Linked DNA regions of Mus musculus: regions 2 and 3 are each linked to region 1. The links are chromatin contacts, called in public promoter capture Hi-C maps. All regions are on one chromosome and are shown on one strand. Each heading gives the region's core, a stretch centred on a gene start, on an enhancer-like site or on the middle of the called end of the contact. The rest is flanking DNA. Distances are from core to core; before and after follow the strand shown.

What was found. Promoter capture Hi-C pulls out the DNA fragments that hold promoters and counts their contacts.
Region 2: a promoter capture Hi-C map of embryonic stem cells shows a contact between it and region 1, with 3 times the contacts expected there. The contact joins the enhancer-like site here to the promoter of Ccdc51 in region 1. A contact is called at or near these places in 4 of 39 promoter capture datasets (the 3T3-L1 cell line, embryonic stem cells, hippocampal neurons and 1 more), 1 of 15 datasets of contacts at CTCF or cohesin (stem cell-derived epiblast-like cells), 8 of 484 Hi-C or Micro-C datasets (cardiomyocytes, cerebral cortex, cortical neurons and 4 more) and 6 of 115 datasets of contacts at active chromatin or transcription factors (astrocytes, embryonic stem cells, epiblast stem cells and 1 more).
Region 3: a promoter capture Hi-C map of embryonic stem cells shows a contact between it and region 1, with 4 times the contacts expected there. The contact joins the enhancer-like site here to the promoter of Ccdc51 in region 1. A contact is called at or near these places in 4 of 39 promoter capture datasets (the 3T3-L1 cell line, 3T3-L1-derived adipocytes, embryonic stem cells and 1 more) and 7 of 115 datasets of contacts at active chromatin or transcription factors (astrocytes, embryonic forebrain, embryonic stem cells and 3 more).

Annotation. Positions count from the first base shown.
Region 1 is chr9:109,080,806-109,084,221 of GRCm38.p6, forward strand. Ccdc51 (coiled-coil domain containing 51) reads left to right here and starts at 1,691. Exons shown (of 4, transcript NM_025689.4): 1 at 1,691-1,762. Tma7 (translational machinery associated 7) reads right to left here and starts at 1,576. Exons shown (of 4, transcript NM_183250.2): 1 at 1,522-1,576; 2 at 1,366-1,421; 3 at 1,197-1,284. The coding sequence starts at 1,537.
Region 2 is chr9:109,595,677-109,599,442 of GRCm38.p6, forward strand. No RefSeq gene overlaps it. Among named protein-coding and RNA genes, the nearest start is that of Fbxw24, 28 kb to the right of the region's middle. Within about 2 kb of position 1,780, at least 5 of the 459 cell types and tissues checked have an H3K27ac peak or open chromatin away from gene starts, as enhancers often do. A contact at or near this core is called in embryonic stem cells, where this site is marked.
Region 3 is chr9:109,984,028-109,987,668 of GRCm38.p6, forward strand. All of the region lies in intron 2 of Map4 (microtubule-associated protein 4), which reads left to right. Among named protein-coding and RNA genes, the nearest start is that of Map4, 54 kb to the left of the region's middle. Within about 2 kb of position 1,619, at least 51 of the 459 cell types and tissues checked have an H3K27ac peak or open chromatin away from gene starts, as enhancers often do. A contact at or near this core is called in embryonic stem cells, where this site is marked.

The DNA of each region.
Region 1 (3,416 bases), core at 441-2,940:
TGACCTCATTTTAAAAAGCAATCACAACAGCTACAATTACATTGCTATGTGGATAAACAACAGATCGAACCCAATGCAATAGGTCTTGGGGTGACAGTTCCAGTATCTATGTGACACTGATAACAGGCAGAAATAATTGCTAGTTAGAAAATGCAAAATAGTGCTTTTACAATGCACACAAAGTCAGGCTGGTTGCACAGACTCTAATCTTGGCTATCTAGGTGAAGGCAGGAGAATCTAAAATTCAAGGCCAGCCTCAGAAACTTTTTTTTGGCAGGGTTTCTCTGTGTAGCCCTGGCTGTCCTCGAACTCAGAAATCCCCCTGCCTCTGCCTCCCAAGTGCTGGGATTAAAGATGTGAGCCACCACTGCCCAAATGGTAGAGAACTTGTCTATCAATTTAAAAAACAACAACAAAGGTTAGAGAGATGGCTCAGCATTTAAGAGTACTGGCTGCTCTTCCAGGGGATCTGGGTTCAATTCCCAGTTCACAACTGTCTGTAACTACAGTCCCAGGAGACCTTTGTCTGGTCTTCCAGGGCACTGCACACACATGGTACACAGATATGCATGCATAAAAAACACCTATATGCTTAAATACAAAAATTAAAACTTTTCTTAATGAGATATTAGGACTCCTGGACCTGTGATTCACTCTCAAGAGAAAAAATCGTGGGCAAGGCACAGAGAGAGCATGGAGCGTAGGCTACAGCTCAAGAGGGAGGGTTTGCTTTGCACAAATGAGTGTGCTCCCCAGCATAGCCACAAAACAAAATAGTACCCAGAGCGAAATACATGCTAAGGAGCCTGGACTTTTATCCTCTAGTCTAGATAGCACGACTCAGTATCATTACTGATAACACGACCAGCAAGTAAAAAAAGTCCTATGTTCTAAGGTTAACAACCTATAAAGTGAATTGCTAGTTTGTAACCAGAAACAGGAGGATACTCAGAAACTTAGCTATATGTGTCTGTGCGGCGTACATGTTGGTGTTTCCACTTCTGTAGCTTCTCCATGAACTGGAAGCCCATGACTGTCTTGAGAGGCAACGTTTCCACTCCCGCCCTCTTCGAACTGCACAAACCCAAGGCAGGGGGCTTGGCCAGAGTGTACACCAGACCCAGTAGTTCACCAACGACCCCCGGAACAGACCTGTCCTGCCCTAGTATACCTACAATAGCTCGATCTTCACTTACCCAGGGGGCCCTTCCCGGCGGCCTTGGCTTTTAGCTCTTCGAGTTTCTTCTGTTCCTCCTTTTGTTTCTGCTTGAAAGCCTTATCTTCCTGCAGAGAGGCAAAGCAGGTTCACTCCAGTCCAGTCGCCCATACCCTCAGCGCCCGCCCGGCCTCCGCTCCCGTCCTCACCTCGTCCATCTCCTTGGCCTGCTTCTTGGGCTGTTTCAGGGGCTTCTTTTTGCCACCTGTGGGCGACACGAGCATGCTCGGCCCATCCCCGCCATCGATCGCCCTCCCATGGTTCCCCATCCATCCGTCCCACCCCCGATCTCCAAATAGCCTTACCTTCCCGGCCCGACATGGCGCCTCCAGCCCCTTCACCAGCCCCTGATCGTATGCCGGAAACAGGACTTACAGCCTTCGCTTATGCCGCACCTATGCGTGGCCCCTGATTGGCTGCTAGGCAGGAAGTCACCCTCACGTATTTTAAAGGATGCCTTCAGGGGCGGGTGCTGACCGGTCAGGGGTCAATTGAGTGGCAGACGCGGGGCTTTCTGCTGGAGCCTAATAGGCTTAGGCAATTCAGGTACGGGGCGGAAGGCTCCTTCTGCCTGGGTTTATCCGAAACCGTGGGAGTGGGGGATGGTGTCTGCCTATAAAGCTTGTAATCCGGCACAGAAAGAAAGCATTGCAGGTGGAGGGGAGGGTACATGCAAGTGCCTTTCCGGAACCGAGGAAAGCTCAAGTGGCGGGCACGAGATGGGATAGGAGATGGCAGAAGTGGGTAGTGGCCAATTATCACCCAGTCCTCAGCTTCAGAAGCCGCGGGAAAAAGTTCGGACTTATTGAAACAATGAGTGCAAGTGTTTGCAAATTCTTTCTTCTAGTTCGTTTTTTTGAGTATGTACTTTGTATAGATACATTGTATTCTGGACTGAGGCTTGAGGAACGCTGACATTGTAGCAAGACAAACCTACCGCAGAGCAAATAAGTAAAATACGCATCACACCTTATGTGACCTGTGTGGGGAGGAAAAAAAAAAAAAGCAGAGAAAGTGGTTAAGGAATGCTCCCTTGGTGGGATGTCATTTTTGCTAGGGTAGTTAAAAAAGACTTCTCCAGGGGCTCTCTGAGCAGGACTTTAGGAAGGCCAGGGAGACAACTGTGAACAGGGAAGAGCTAGGCAGTGCCAAGGCCCTGAGTGGAAGACGGCCTTGTGTGTTCCAGTCCTTCATATGATTGGAAGGAGTGAGAAAGCAGTCGAAAATGGAGAGACAATGAGAGTCAGATCCCCTGAAGCTGTGGAGAAGGCGTTGACTTTTGCCCTGAAGAAACTGCGGGACTGTTGAAGGCTGTTGAGATGGAATGGAGATGAGTGAGGGGTAGTCCAGCCATGGCATGCTAGCCAGCGAGACCACTTTGTATACCTGACAGAGATGGGGGTTGGGGAGACTCCTAGGCTTAGAAAGTCAGCAGGATTTTGCTAATAGATTGGATTTGAGTTAGGAGAGAAAACAAGAGGGATTAATTAGGGTGATGTGAGTTTGTCAGCCTAGCATTTGTACCTGAGTTCCCATTAACCACAGTAGCAGGAAAGATGGATTACTATTACGTTTCAAGCAGTGATACAGTTAGATAATATAAAATCCTGAAGAGATGCTTCAGCTGAAGAAGTGACGGAGGGGTGTGTGTGTGTGTGTGTGTGTGTGTGTGTGTGTGTTTGCTTGCTTGAATGAATGTGTGCAATAAAGGCTTGAACCTAGGGCCTCACTCATGTTAGGTAAGTGCTGTATAATTGAACTATATGCCCAGTTTTTGAGGGAAAAATCTAGTTATGAGTGTGTGAATGTATGTGTATATGAGAGAGTGAAAGAAAGACCCCAGAGGCCAGAGCCATCGGGTACCCCAGAGCAGGAGTTACAGGTAGTTGTGACTTGCCTAGTGTGGCTAAGTGCTAGGAGTCAAACTAATTTATATGCCCTCTTAGCCTCTGAACCATCTCTCCAGCCCAGTTATTATTTTTTTTAATAACAGGTTTACTGATATAAAGCTTACTATATAGCTTAGCTATTTAATTTATATAATTCAGTGATTCTAATACATCAAAGATTATACAAATATTACTACAACCAACTATGGAAGCATTTCCTCCCACTCTTTCTGGGTTTGAAATAGAGACTCACGCTGTAGACGTCTTCCTGCCCAGCCTCCCAAGTGTAGGGATTGCAGGTCTGAGCACCT
Region 2 (3,766 bases), core at 530-3,029, 510 kb after region 1:
TCATCTCCACTTGCTTGAATTTTTCTTCATTACAAATATGGGTGAGGTAAAACTAGTGAGCCTGTGATCGAAGTGAAAACTGCAGCCAATGGAACACTGGCAGATTACTATAATTTTCAAGTTTGTTTTGCAATTTTAGAACATAACCGGAGTTTTGGAAAACAAACCCAATTATTAACAGTGTAAACAATCCATTCTCTTTAAAAATCAATACGAGGAGTATTACTTTCACTTTAAAATGTTTGGCTTCCAGTTTTTATATATGAATGCATGACAGAGCAGCTTTTAATACCTCATTAAAGAGACACTGTTTTAAATCCTATCCTTTATGAGTATAGTTTCTAGGATAGGATAGGGTTGGCTCATGCCAAGTATTGTTGTTTAGAATGATTCCAACCCTGAGTTACCAGGTTTAAGTTAACTTACTCTTAGCAATATTAGAAATTTCTAATCATACCCAATAACTTATAAGTCAACACTTTATAACCAAGACATGCCGAACATATTTATACCTTTAAAACCACTCAGAAACAAAAATGAAGTAGTACACACATCTTTTATATTTAGACCAAACAAAATTTTCTCATCCTTTCTAGCTGTAATTTCAAGGGAAAAACACCCTGTCTCCAGCTGAGCTTGACTCCCAGTTATCATGCAGGATAACTTATTAGTTTCTGCTCTGCAAATTAAGACTGCATTCTAAACAAGTTAGATTAAATCGAGGGGTGGATAGCCAGAGATAAAGTTTTAACCATTTTTCCTTTTCAACATGAAACATAGAACAACAATCATTCAAATTATGAAATGAAAATAGACATAAATTGACACACATGGACAGATTGGTGCACCAAGGGCAGACAATAAACAGAGAGAGAAGAGAATTTCGTGTCCCAAAGGGACCTAGATTTAACCAGGACTAAGGATATCTCCAGTAGGAGCCAGAGAGGAAGCTGGATAGCAATTTCCAACTGTCACTAGGAGAGTTCTGAAATAGCTTATGTACATTTTGCTAACAGGTCCTGGACTGGGGAAACCTATTCTCTCTCTTTATTTATCTCTCTTTCTTTCTACTTCTCTGAGACACTCAGTGCATAAATTCAATTGAGCTAAGAATTTTTCTAACATCTGTTTTTTACAAACCTTGCTCCTCTCTCCTGATGGAGCTCTTGGCTACAGATATATCCCTATATAAAATTCCCCTGTCCAATGCGCTTTCGCCCCTGGGTGAAATCAGCATCTGGTCAGCATCACTCCAGCCTCGCTGTATCCTGCTTAAATGCATGACCTGCAACAACAGCCTCCAAAAAATAAACTTTATATCTAGTGCTACCATTAATGCTGTTTGTTTCTTAGTGTGCAGGATACCGTTACTTTTCCTCTGTTTTCTCTGGACCTCTACCCAAGACAGCATTTCTCAGTGGGTCAACCCATTTTAGACCCCTTGTTCCAGCATCACCTGTATATTTCCAATGCCCATGGAAAACTGGGTTTACCTGAATGGGGTTCTGGAAATGGAAAAAGATAGTGTGTGTGAGAAGGATAGAGCCAAAAGAAGGATCTGATCAAAACTCAAAATTCAATTCTGCAGCTCCAGCTCATAAAGGAAAGACCACAAAACCCATCCTTTGTTTCAGCTGGATTGTGTTGCAAAGCAACCTTAGCTGGCCAGTCAATTCCCTCTAAGTTCCTAAAGGAAATGGCAGGTGCAGCAAGGCAGACAACTCCACTTAGGTCATAAAATCCATTGTTCTAAGCATTCAAGTTCTGTTTTCACTACTCAAGGATGGGGGAATGTAGGGCAGCAGGCATGGGGGAATAAAGGGAGAGGGAGGAAATAGGAGTCCCCTCAGAGTTCTGGTGCTCTGGGCAGGCAGAATAGGGAGAACTGCCATAAGCTTTCCACTGGGCCCCAGGTGGGTGTCTGCCTGTGGGAAGCCATAGAACTCAGCCTGCCAGGGCTGGGTGTAGAAAAAGGGCAGGCATTCTGAAGTCTCTGGGCCTCAATGAGTCCAGAGATAACAGGTTCTCAGTCTTAGGCATCCCAAACAGAATTTGATACCTTGGAAATGCTGAGAACAAAGTGGGAGCCCTGAGGGTGGCTCAGCCAGCCTCATGGTCAAAGGAAGGAGGCAGGGGAATAAGGGGCACTGGGTGTTTCCCATGCAGGCAAGAATCCTTGGTACAGTCCATGGAGGAGGAAGGGCACAGGAAGGCCTTCAAGAAAGTTAGACATGGCTCTTCAGGGGAAATCCTACCCCATCATTCAAGCACATCAGGCCATGATGAGCAGAGACAGTCTACTGTTTTAGATCTCTATTGTAGAAAGGCAGGGAGAAAGAGAGAAAGGAGAGAGAGAGAGAGAGAGAGAGAGAGAGAGAGAGAGAGAGAGAGAGAGAGAGAGAGAGAGAGAGAGGCTGACCATGGCCAAGTGGAGAGAAGAGGGGGAAGAGACGAGAAAGGAGAGCTAGAAATGAGAGTAAGAAAGGTGAGAGTCTAAGAGAGAGAGAGGAAGGGCCAAGCAACTCTAGTTCCTTTTCTAGTGGGCTGGGCTACAGTCTTGTTGCCAGGTAACTGTGGAGAGGACCATATCAGGCCTCATACTCAGGTAACTATGAGGGTGGAGTCAAGCTAGAATGCCAGGAGCTTGGGGCTTTGTCTGAATGACTGACAGTGACAGAATTATGGTGTTGGTGACTCTGTGGTATCAGACACCTCCCTGGGAACGTGGCTCACTGTCCCATCCCTTGTAAAATTTTCAACTGGGTCTCAAGAGCAAGCCTCTTTCAACCAAACCAGGCTGCTTTTCAGGGCCCCACAGGGGAATGGCACAAACTCTGAAAATCATTAAGAAATTATTTAAAATTCTATGAACAAATTGTCTCTGTTTTGCCTGCTTTCTTAATTTATTAATATTTTCATTCCTCAACTCAGAAAAGTCTCTTCTGTTTGGCAATATTGCCTTATTTACTTGAGAAAGGGTTTTGTCACACAGTCTAAGCTACCTTGAGCTCCCTGTGGTCAGGCTCAGCCTCCTTAGTGCTGGGTCTCCAGTCATAAACTCCCCTTACCTAGAGAGTCAGTCAGTCAGGGAGCTTCTTTTGCATGTATGTATGCATGCTTTGCCTGAATGTGTACCAAAAGCATGTAGTTTCATCAGAGGCCAAAGAGGGCGATGAATCCTTGGAACTGGATTGTCAGTTGTGAACTGTCCTGTGGGTGCTGGGAATCGAACCATGGTCCTCTGGAAGAGAAGCTCTTGTCTTAACTGCCAAGCCTCGTCTCTAGTCCTTTGGTTTTATTTCTTTTGAGAGGTGGTGTCATGTACCCCAGCTTAGCCTTGAGCTCACCATATGATTGAGGATCCATTTACTTTGGCCACTCAAGTGGCTTAGCTATGGGGTTTCTTTCTGCGTGATTCTGTGTGATTTGCACGTGTGTGCATGTGTGGTAATCTGAAAGAGAATGAGTCCCATAAGCTTGGCCAATAGTTGGTGGAACTATTTTGGAAGGATTAGGAGGTGTGGTTCTGTTGGAGGGGTTGTGTCACTGTGGATAGTCTTTGAGTTTTAAAAAGACTTGTCATTCCCATGGTGTCTCTTTGCTTTCTATGTGCAGATCAATATGTGCACTCTCCACTGTTCCTGCCTCCATGCCTTTGCTCTACCCTATTGACTCTAATCCTTTTAAACCATAAGCTCAATTAACTTTAATTTTCCATGTTAACATTTTCTTTATTTTTATTTTTATTTTATTTTATTTTTTGGTT
Region 3 (3,641 bases), core at 369-2,868, 900 kb after region 1:
ATGTATTTGTATGAGTTATGCTATGTTTGGAGACCATAAGGTGCCTGGAGTTATTAGAAGCAGTTGTAAGCTGCCCTACATGGGTTCTGAGAACTGAATTTGGATTCTGTGCTATAGCAATAAGTGAATTTAGACAGTGGGTCATCTCTAACCACAAGTAAGTTACTTGGAATAGTTTTTAGGCATTATGGAAGAAGAGCTCTAAAGACTTATTGTTACTTTGGGTCTTAAGGTGTAGCCTATGCTGTTCTGGAGCTTTGGCTCTCCTGGTTCAGCTTTCTCTGTGTTGGGATTGTAAGCATGTTCCTCAAGGCCGATTTATTAACCCTCATCATTTGTGTTTGATTTTACTTTTTTTTTGGGTGCTCAAAGTCGAGGTATACACCTTGAGTTTGTGTTTTGTTTTTGGAGCAGGCTTGGTTAGGTTCTCACTTGTTTGATTGTAGGCTCGGGCCAATCAAGGGAAGTTTAAAGCATTGTCCTCATATCTAGATATAGAGGGGGCAGCTGAATGAGCTATGCGTGTAATAGAACAGTAGTTGACTTTATTTCCTTTAATTCTTAAATGACCACCCTGTCTTTAACTAAAAAGTGAGCGGTAAACCATGCATTGTCATCCACACCTATGAGATCCTAGCTTGATAAAGAAATTAAGGTGGTTACATAGGCTTTTCAAGGATAACCTGGGCTACAAGAAACCTCATCTCAAAACATAAAATGAGATTAGTTGATGAAAAGGAAAGTTGCTTTTTTCCCTATGTACAATTTTTTTTAAATAAACATGATGGCACCAGCGCCCCCTAAGAATCCTTTTCTGTTAAAGCGAGGAATGCATTTCTTTTTTTTCTTTTTTGTTTGTTTGTTTGTTTGTTTTTCGAGACAGGGTTTCTCTGTGTGGCCCTGGCTGTCCTGGAACTCACTCTGTAGACCAGGCTGGCTTCGAACTCAGAAATCCGCCTGCCTCTGCCTCCCGAGTGCTGGGATTAAAGGCGTGCGCCATCATGTCCGGCCTGAGGGATGCATTTCATGAGTGGGTGCAGTGGCTTGCTTGTTGTCTACTGCGTTTGAAATTGTTTCCAGATGTATTGCTCTTCCCTGATTACTCCTAAACTGCCCAATGCCTAGGAGTTTATTATCAGTACTCTGTGCCTCGCCCTTGCATGCCTTTCAAATAGCAGTAACAGATTCTGTGGCTGTCTTATGCTAGTGAGTACCTTACTCATTGTTGGCTTCCACAAGCAGTTAGCAAGTTTGTGGGCAGTTCGCTTAAGACTTTATTCTGTGTCCCATTTGTAAGATAGAAATTAAGACTAAGTTCTTTGAGGCTAGCATTTTTGTAGAATAAAAAGTTAGGTGGTGGTACATGCCTTTTATCCCAGCATTTGGAAGGCAGGTGGATCCAACCTAGCCTGGTCTACATAAAAAATATAAGGAAATTAGTCTAGGATAGCGCTCCTCAAGGATGAGCCTTGGTCCAGCGTTTTCAGGTCATGTGCAGAGTACAGAGGATAGGTTAGAGGATGTCAGTCAGTCTGGACAGACTAGTGGACAGACTGCATGTGACTTGGCCTTAATGAAATAGTGCAGTCTGCCAAATTTGCCACAAGAGGGTGATGTTGGCAAGAGTCTGGCTGCGCTGAGCCTGTGCTCAGTCTTTCTGCTTGGCCTGAAGCTTTCTCCTGGCTCACAGCACAGCTGCCACTCGGCTCCTTAACCCTTTCCTTTTTGTTTTTTGTTTTGCTTTTTTTTGAGGCAGGGCTTCTCTGTGTAGCCCTGGCTGTCCTCAATTATAGCTATTTTCTTTTTTCTCTCTTTGTGTGGGTTTTTCTCTTGTCTTCTAACAATATCTTTTCTGACTCAGCTCAGCTTCTCCTGGCTCAACTGTCACCTTCTCAATTATCACCTTTCACTGTTTTTGACTTTACTCTTCTGCCACCTGAACTGTACTTACTCTGCCCTACTCTTCTCTGACCCTAGTCCAATCCTCCTCTAATGCTCTACCGCGCTCTGTCTCTGCTGACTTGGCTCTGCTCTGCTCTGCTCTTCTCTTCTCTTCTCTTCTCTTCTCTTCTCTTCTCTTCTCTTCTCTTCTTTCTTTCTTTCTTTTTTTTTAATTTAAGTTTTTAAATTTATGTATGTGAGTATATTATCGCTGTCGTCAGACACACCAGGAGAGAGCATCAGATCCCATTACAGATGGTTGTGAGACACTATGTGGTTGCTGGGAATTGAGCTCAGGACCCCTGGAAGAACAGTCATGCTCTAGCCCTTCTGTTGCCTTTTTATATCCATTTCTTTTCTTTCTTTCTGTTTTTGTTTTGTTTTGTTTTGTTTTGTTTTTCGAGACAGGGTTTCTCTGTATAGCCCTGACTGTCCTGGAACTCACTCAGTAGACCAGGTTGGCCTCGAACTTAGAAATCCGCCTGTCCCCGCTTCCCGAGTGCTGGGATTAAAGGCGTGCGCCACCACGTCTGGCTAACTTGAGTATTTCTTGAACCATTTATAATCCTGGACTGTCTTATCTTCTAGCATCTTATTTTCTGGAGTTCCTTGTCAAAGTCTCTTAATCTCTCTTCCCTCAGTTCTGTGAACCTTTGGCTTACTTATAGTTCTGACTTGGGCATGCAGGATGTGGTATTCAGCAGTCTGTCTTAAAATTCTTCACATAGGCCTATTGTTGCTCTGCATTGTAGATGGCCTCTGTATTGCTGTAGACCAAAGTCCTGCTCATAGACCTTTCAGTGGTTAAGGATCGAAGATCTCTTGACCAGGATTTTTTGGCTCGAAGGCAAAGGCAGTGACTGGTCAGGTTATCTTCTCAGAAGATCTCCCGATCAACTCTTAGCTTTGTTTGATGTTATCACAGCTTTTTGTTTCCTATAGAAAGATAAACAAATCCATGTCCCCAATGCAAGATATTCTTGGATTCCGTTCTGATGTTAATACATCCTTATAGTATATAGACTGAGTTAATTCCACAATTTTTTAAAAATAACCCTGTGTCTCTCAGCTGCTGTTGTTCCTTTCTCATTAACATTAGGAAATTTAAACAGAGTACTATTTAGTCTATCCTAGAGGGTCTTTATTCTTTCTTTTTGTTTTATAAGCATTTCTTTTAAAATACAATTAGATCTTTCTATAATTGCCTGTCCTATATGATTGTTTGGTATACCTGTAACATTATATTATAATTTGCAAAGAATTGCTTCATCTTTCTGGATATATATGTAGGGATATTGTACAGGAATTCCTATATTAGTGATTACTTCCAGTAAATGTATAATTACAGAATCAGCTTTTTTTTTAAGATTTATTTATTCTATGTACTTAAGTACATTGTGGCTCTCCTTGGACACACCAGAGGAGGGCATAGGATTCTATTACAGATGGTTGTAAGCTAGCTACCATGTGGTTGCTGGAAATTGAACTTGGGACCTCTGGAAGAAGAGCCAGGGCCCTTAACCCCTGAGCCATCTCTCTAGCCCCAGAATCAGCTTTTTCAAAACTCATAGCCGCTGGGTGATGGTGGCGCACGCCTTTAATCCCAGCACTTGGGAGGCAGAGGCAGGCGGATTTCTGAGTTCGAGGCCTGGTCTACAAAGTGAGTTCCAGGACAGCCAGGGCTATACAGAGAAACCCTG